Regions from separate parts of the Mus musculus genome. Here region 1 is linked to region 2. Evidence: chromatin contacts called from public promoter capture Hi-C data. All regions are on one chromosome and are shown on one strand. The core of a region is the stretch at or near the end of the contact, and the rest is flanking DNA. Distances in the headings are between cores, read along the strand shown.

Region 1 (4,013 bases), core at 520-3,019, 99 kb before region 2:
CATTTTGTTTCAGTAACCCTCACCCCTACTGCTCTGCTGGAGGGGAACTTACCTGGATAATTTCATTCACAGAAGTGAGATTGTGGGTTTGTTTTTTTTTTTTTTTTTTTTTTTTTTTTTTTTTTTTTTGTGATCACTCGCTGCTCCCCACAGCCAGTTAGGTGAGAACAGTGCCTGTCCTTCAGCCTTGGCTCTGAACCATAGCAGTGCATTGGGATAATGGAGTTCAAGAAACCAGAACTGTTTCCCGACTCTTTCTCCATCTGCATCTCGGCTTTCACAGCCGGCAGCGAGCTCCAGTGACTTCCCTACGAAGGACGTCAGACTCCTCGCAGGGTGGGGTAACTCTCAGGGAATGTTGCTTTCCTGTGTCCCCGGTGAGCTACATTTCCTGCATGCGGACGTTGCTTATGAGCAAGCTCTTTGGGATTGTCAGTGAACATGCTGCACAGTGCTAGAAATTTCTTATCCTGAACCAGACTCAAGACACCTAATAAGCAACTACCACATCTTTGAACATCACACGCAAATATGTACAGAGTCTCTCTGCCTGAAGCCATGTTTGTTGTTGGCTGGAGAAGTTTTTGTTTTTCTAGGATATGTCTGGAATGCCCACTAACATGGGACAGTGTCTTCAGAAGTCACCATACATACCTCTGTGCTGGGTCTTGGTCACAGTGCCCAAGCCTGCTGATGCTGTGGCCTTTGTCACTTTATTGATGCTAACATTTTGAGAGAACTTTCTGCTCTTTGCTTCCCAGACCGAGACTGAAGATTAAATTTGGCCACATATGAGATGGAAGGCTACACTGCCAGACCCTGCCTCAAAATCAAAGCACGATAAGAAAGTACATATTTATGTAGTTCCAAAATGTAATAACCCTGTGAGGTGACTGAAATTACTCTCAATAGTTTTCTTTGAAAAATACAAATATCTTTTAGTTTCAAAAGCTGAAGTAAAATACACAGCCATAAAATTTAGGGTATTGAGTACATCATATGATTGTACAGTGATCACCATTGTCTGTCGACAGAGCATTTAATCACCTGAAAGCCCATACTCACTAAATAGTTCCCGTTCTCCCTTCTGCACAGCCTGTGGCAGCTATGGCTTTATGTGTCATGAATTTGACTATCCTATGCACTTGATATGGATTATATAGTATTTTCCCTTTTACATCTAACTTGTTTTTCTGAGCAAACTGTTTTCAGGGTTACTGTATCTTGTAGCATGTGTTCAGATTTCTCCCTTTAAAAGCTAAATAGTATTTCGTAACATCTGTCTGCCACATTGAAATGAACATGAACGAGTGTGTTAGGAACATGTGACCCTGACTCTATATACGTGTTGGTTTGAATCAATCTTTCAGTAATCCTTTAAAAAGTGCTTTCTAAGATAACTGTTTCTTTTTTAAGATTGATTTATTTTTATGTGCATTGGTGCTCTGTCTGCCTGCCTGGGCGAGGGGGGCAGATCCTCTGGAACTGGAGTTACAGTTAGTTGTTGGGAATTGAACTCAGGCCCTCTGGAAGAGCAACCAGCGCTGAGAGCAACTCAACTGCTGAGCCGTCTCTCCAGCCCTGATGGATGCTTCATAGTGGTCGGACACTTTACCCACTTTGGTTCCAGGCATCAGAACACCCAGACACATTGAACTGTGTTGAGTTGATGGCATTGCTGTTGCCTGAGGTGGGAAGCAGCTCTGTAGTCTGTGGACTGCTTTTCCCAGCACACTTGGCAGCAGCTTTGAGCCAGGCCAGTCAGCCTTCTTGGAAATCAGCCTGGTGTTTTCTTATCTTTTGCTTTGACAGCTCTTGCCTGTCAGTACCTCAAGAGGAGAAATCTGGCAATAGTGTTTGCTTCCTCAGTCCGGTCTTAGATGATTAAGCTCTCAGCAGACCTGTGTGGGACTGTAGATAGGAGTTGCAGCGGCTTGTGCATCTTCGAGCTTGTGTTGGGGCAGAGCATCAGCCTTTTTGCAGAGGATGGCAATGGGTTCTGGCAGGGCTGAGGCTCTAGCCTACATGGTATGTTTGGACAGCAAGCATCTTGATTTTGACTTGTATTTTTCTCCAAATCTGTGTAGGAAGGGAGGCTGGGTGGAGACCCTAGAGCACCTGACACCCCTCCTCTCCATCCATGGGCGGTCTAGTGGTTTGGCTGTAGCCCATCTTTCTGTGCTTGTAGATAATTTTTGTGGACTTACAGGAAACCGAGATTAAGTTGCTATTTTGTGGGGAAAGAAAGTGTGGTGCGTTGGACTTTCTTTGTTTTTTATTAAACTGATAAAATTTATTTTTAAATATACAACTCAGTATTGACATTTTTTAAGTCATCAAACTAATTTATAATAGTTAAGTGCCTCTTAAATATACATGATCTCTTCTGAAGCTAAAAGTAATATGCACTCAACCACTTTTAAATCTATTTGGAATATTAAACATGATGGAGGTAGAAAAAAATCTCTTAAGTAGTTCTCTATGAAAGGAAATTGTGACAAGTTCTTGATTAGACAGAAACCATTCCATCTCCAAGGGAGAATATGCAGTGTAACTGTGGCTTCATAGAATGAATTGGGTAGTGTTCCTTCTGTTTCTATTTTGTGGAATAGTTTGAAGAGTATTGGTATCAGGTCTTCTTTGAAGATCTGATAGAGTTCTGCACAAAACCCATCTGGTCCTCGGCTTTTTTTTTTTTTTGGTTGGGAGACTATTTGTCTGTGTGTGTGTTTTACAATTATATAGAAGAGTATTTTAATTAAGCTTTTGGTTTGTCCACAGCATGAAAGCTATCTTTTTCTTTTTTTTCTTATATAACATTTTATTTTATTATTATTAGATATTTTCTTTATATACATTTCAAATTCTATCCCAAAAGTGCCCTGTACCCTCCCTCCTCCCTGCTCCCCTACCCACCCACTCCCACTTCTTGGCCCTGGCATTCCCCTGTACTGGGGTATATAAAGTTTGCAATACCGAGGGGCCTCTCTTCCCAGTGATGGCCGACTAGGCCATCTTCTGCTACATATGCAGCTAGAGACACGAGCTGGGGTGGGGGCGGTTTAGTTCACGTTGTTGTTCCACCTATAGGGTTGCAGACCCCTTCAGCTCCTTGGGTACTTTCTCTAGCTCCTCCATTGGGGGCCCTGTGTTCCATCTTATAGATGACTGTGAGCATCCACTCCTGTATTTGCCAGGCACTGGCATAGCCTCATAGGAGACAGCTATAACAGGGTCCCTTCAGCAAAATCTTTCTGGCATATGAAATAGTGTCTGGGTTTGGTGGCTGATTATGGGATGTATTCCTGGATGGGGTATTCTCTGGATAGTCCATCCTTTCATCTTAGCTCCAAACTTTGTCTCTGTAACTCCTTTCATGGGTTCCCTATTCTAAGGAGGAATGAAGTACCCACCCATTGGTCTTCCCTATTGTTGATTTTCTTGTGTTTTGCAAATTGCTTCTATTTCTTTAGGGGATCCATTTATGGGACTGTTTAGATCATTAATCTGATCCTGGTTTAATTTTGGTACCTGGTATCTGTCTAGAAATTTGTACATTTCAACCAGGTATTCCAGTTTTGTTGAGTATAGCCTTTTGTAGTAGGATCTGATGTTTTGGATTTCCTTGTGTTCTGTTGTTATGTCTCCCTTTTCACTTCTGATTTTGTTAATTAGGATACTGTCTCTGTGCTCTCTGGTTAGTCTGGCTAAGGGTTTATCTATCTTGTTGATTTTCTCAAAGAACCAGCTCCTGGGTTTGTTGATTCTTTGTATGGTTCTTTTTGTTTCCACTTGGTTGATTTCAGCCCTGAGTTTGATTATTTCCTGCCCTCTACTTGGGTGTGTTTGCTTCTTTTTGTTCTAGAGCTTTCAGGTGTGCTGTTAAGCTGCTAATATATGTTCTCCCCAGTTTCTTTTTGGAGGCACTTAGAGCTGCGTTTTCCTCTTAGCACTGCTTTTATTGTGTTCCATAATTTTGGGTATGTTGTATCTTGATTTTCATTAAATTCTAA
Region 2 (4,287 bases), core at 398-2,897:
TAGATTGAATTTGTAGGGGCGGTGTGTGACCAGGAGGTCAGAAAAGTCCCCCTGGGTCATAACCTTCTGCTAGAGATCTGTACAAGGAGAGGGTGGGTGTCCCAAGGCCAGCGAAGGGGAAGGGGACAGGGGAAGGATTCCCAGCCCCTCGAAAGAGCCATAGATGAGGCGGGAAAGGTTTGGGGGTCTGTGCTTTGGTTGGGGTGGACAGCACTATATGTATGGGGGAGAGTGTCTTCCCCCATAGGTGTGCCTGCTCTGCATTTCCCTGATGTCATTGTTCAGGTGACTCTATAGTAGGGACACCTTCCCTCGCTCTACCTCTCTTTGCAGCATTTAGTGATGCCTGACAACCTAGAATTACAAGAAAGGAGTCAATGACACAGGGCTCTGCCCATCCCTGCTGTGTTCAGAGGCCTCATCAAGTAATTGAATGAGTCACCTGTCCCCATCCCTACTGTAATAGAGGCCTAGGCAAGTGCTTGGACGAATCAGGATTTTACTTTTTGTTTCTTTTTGAAACTCAAATGAGTTTCCAGCTAACCTGAGAGGGTTGGGGCTACTGATCCTGTGACAGATTAAGCCTTTCATTTTAACTAAGGACAAGTAAAAAAGATTAATTTTCTTCTTTAAAAATAACCTAATGCAAAACAAAACAAAGCAAAACTTAATACTTGTAAATGGAAGATTTCCCTGGGCTGAAACTGTGAACAGCTCCCCCAAACAGCTCACCTTCCACCCCAGCTTAGCTCCTCTGTGCACAGTTGAGTATGGCTTGCTTGCCTGTCCTGATCTCCAGCTGCCTTTCCCATTCATTAGCAGTTATGAGCAAGCTAAGCAGCCCTGGATGATGGACGTTCCAAGTGTGAACCACAGTTCCCATTGGATGTTTCCTGCCACGGCCTTTGCAAAGTCAAAGAATCCCAGGGGAGCCATCTGGATTCAGGATTTACCTGCTTTCTCTTTTTTTTCTGTTGTTCTTCTTCACAAATTGGTATAAATACCTAGCCTCCACTTCTTCTTTTGAGCGACTGAACCAGACTTTTAATGAAAACAGAAATCTAGCCTTGCATTTCACAGATTTGGGGGCTAAATTATAACATACCCTAGTTCTGCTAAACTAATTGTTTGTATGGGATGAGCCTCTGGCCTTTTGCTTTGCTCTTTTTTACCTCCTGGGGACAGGTCTGGAGACCAAAGATGTATGAAGATAATATGCACAGAAACAGCATGGGTCTCAGTATGTGGTTCGTGATTTTAAAAAGCTAATGCAGAAATCTTTCTCTGTTGGTACTTTTTACAAGATGGGCAGGATCTGTGCTGGCCAATGAGGCTGTGCGTATAATGGTCACAGTTGGAGTTAGGCATCTGTCTATTTAGATGGCGTGGCTGTCATGTATTAGCTGTTAACTGTTGCACAACTTACCAACCTTTCTTTAAAGTGACTCTTGTCACAACAGTAGTATTGTATAAGAAGACCATTATTTGCTATTGTTTGCATTTATTATAATGTACATAATTGGTGCTCTTATTAAGGGCTGTAGCCTGAGCATGATTGTCTACTAGTGTTCCCCAGACTTGCCTGAGCTTATACCGTTCCTCAGGTGCTTGTTAAAAGCAAAGATTCTCAGGCACCACCCAGATACCCAGACTTGCTTCATCAGATCCCCATGGGAGAGGCCCGGCAGAGCCCTATTACACACCCTGGTTTCAGATATTTTGCATGAATTTTTGGTGTGCGTCCATATTTGGTACTGTGTGTTCCAGTCTTGACCAGAGGAAACATGGCCTCTGGTCAGACTCTTGGCAAAGACTCTTTTTCTCAACATGTGTAACATATTCTCACACTCCAGGTTCTAGCTACAAAGAAGAATGGTATCATGTGTGCAACTTGGCTAGCCTGGCATTCTTTCTCTCTCTTGGTGAAATATCCTAATAACCTGCTCAGCCTCAACATATGTATCAACATGATGAGCCTGTGCACAGTTCTGAGTGTTCCCTCCAGATGTGGGTGGGATGGGAACAGGAAGTGCCATGGCGTGCTCTCACCGTTATCAGTGGAGAGCAGGCTGCAAGCTCTACTTTTTTCAGTGGAGACCTGGGAGCCAGATGCTGCATCTTAACCCAGGGCACAGAGATTAGTGCACTCTGAGCCAGCTCTTCTGGAAAAACAGCGTTTGGCTGTTTTTCACACAAGCCTGCAAATTTTTCTCTCTAGCCCAGTTACTTCCTTGTTAGTGACAAAGAAAGGTGGGTTTGTCACATTTTACTCACAGGACTGGGGTTTTGGGAGACATTGCAAATGGGGTTCCCAGCTTGGGGTTCTCATCTTAGCAAGGGAGTACTCTGCATTCCTGCGGAGATGGGGCGATTTTTTTGCCTCCACCTTATTCTGTGAGGATTTAAAGTGATTGATCTTGATGCTTCTGTCCCCCTCCCTCCCTAAGGTCGTGGTTTTACATGAATAGAACTTGACTTGAGATTCGGACGTGGGTTAACCTTGCCTTTCTGTTCTCATTCTCCTCATGCCATAAGGCAGCTTGATGAGTGCTGAGAATCTTATTTCAGTGTCAGGTTCATTTTCTGACCTGTGAACAAGTTTATCCAGGTTTGTGGCGATTGATATAACAGAGGAGTTTGTGTATTCTGTGGCGCCCCTTAGAAAAAGCCTGTGAGGCACCCTTGACAGTAGCATCTGAAGACTGAAAGAGAAAGTGGTTTTGCCCTAGCCCCATGGCATTCTTAGTGAAAAACGCTGATCCACACAGTTGTACAGAGAATTTTAAAAATATCATGGCAGGGATGAGCAGTTGACGAGGGACATGGCTACTCATCATAGCTTGGAGAGAATGCAGTCAGCTTGCTCTTGGTTTCTTTTGCCTTGTGGGTAGATGGAAATCACCAGGCACTCCTTGCGTCTATCCCGCTCTCAGCCTTTAAGCGCTTAGCAGTGGAATGAGCCCAGGCCTGTAGCTTCCTTTACTTCTCTTGCTGTTCTGTTTTGCAATGTCTTTTCTCATTTGTGGATCTTTCCATTGCAGGAGAGACTGGAGGTAGCTGCTCATGTCATTGGTTTACTGACTGTAAGCTTATGCAGGTTAAGTGTTTTTGATTTGCCGTATCTACAGACTGTTTATGTCTAGTGAGCAGCCTCGTGGGAGGAGGGCATTCTAAAGACGCGATGAGGGCTTGGCCAATGATATGTTGATGTAATGAGGAAGCAATGCCTACTCCAGACATTTCCAAATTGCCAGTATCATGTGGAGGGGAGGTTCAGTTACCACCCACAAAGGAAGCCTTCTGCTCAAACAGGTGGAAAAACTCCAACCCTTTCTCTCTCCACCCAGTCCATATACATAACAAAACACAACACAAATGGACTGTGAAACAAGACAGCCAATTTTGTTAAATACCTGTATTCAAAACTATAATTGTGTATGTTATTATATATAATTATCTAGCAAGTAATCCTAAGCCCCCCAAAATTTTAATGATACCATGTATCTTGCCACGTTACTGTATTTTTCATTTCTATAAAAACATACATTTTAATTCAGCATTATAGTTTGTGCACATTTATGTATGTATGCGTGTACATGTACATGTGTATGTTCATGTATATACGTTTGTGTACATATGTGCTACTGTGTGCATGTAGAGGTCAAAGGACAACCTTTGGCGGTCAGTTCTCCTTCCATTGTGGGTTCTGGCATTGACGAACTTCAAAGAGGATTTTTTTGTTTGTTTGTTTTGTTTTGCTTTGTTTTAATCTGTTGGCCTTCTCAGAGGCTCTTAACAAATTTTCTAACCTCTTTGAAAGTGAGGCTTCAATCTCACACCTTCTAGAAATGTCTGAGGCACCTAACAAGACAAAGTATCTTATAAGGACTTAGAAACAGTATACTGATGGGACTTAAAGTATCACTCAGTAGTTTGATCTAAGTGCTAGACTGCAGTGCTACACTCGGTTTTTCACATTTAAAAAGATGTTTTGTGCTGGGCGGTGGTGGCGCACACCTTTAATCCCAGCATTTGGGAGGCAGTGGCAGGCAGATTTCTGAGTTCAAAACTAGCCTGGTCTACAAAGTGAGTTCCAGGACAACCAGGGCTATACAGAGAAACCCTGTCTCGAAAAACAAAACAATAACAACAACAACAACAAAAACCAACAAAAACCGATGTTTTGTTTTGTTTTTCTGTGTGTGTGCAAGTGCGTGTGTCATAGCATGTGTGTAGAAGTCAAAGGACAACATTTGGGAATCAGTTCTCACTTTCCACCTTCTTTGA

What was found. Capture Hi-C pulls out chosen DNA fragments and counts their contacts.
Region 1: a contact with region 2 is called in a promoter capture Hi-C map of adipose tissue. A contact is called at or near these places in 2 of 484 Hi-C or Micro-C datasets (the G1E-ER4 cell line and liver), 3 of 130 datasets of targeted methods (CD8 T cells, cardiomyocytes and embryonic fibroblasts) and 3 of 9 other capture datasets (adipose tissue, liver and pancreatic islet).

What each region holds. Positions count from the first base shown.
Region 1 is chr19:32,370,362-32,374,374 of GRCm38.p6, reverse strand. All of the region lies in intron 1 of Sgms1 (sphingomyelin synthase 1), which reads left to right. Among named protein-coding and RNA genes, the nearest start is that of Sgms1, 16 kb to the left of the region's middle.
Region 2 is chr19:32,270,486-32,274,772 of GRCm38.p6, reverse strand. The region is part of intron 3 of Sgms1 (sphingomyelin synthase 1); the gene reads left to right. Among named protein-coding and RNA genes, the nearest start is that of Sgms1, 120 kb to the left of the region's middle.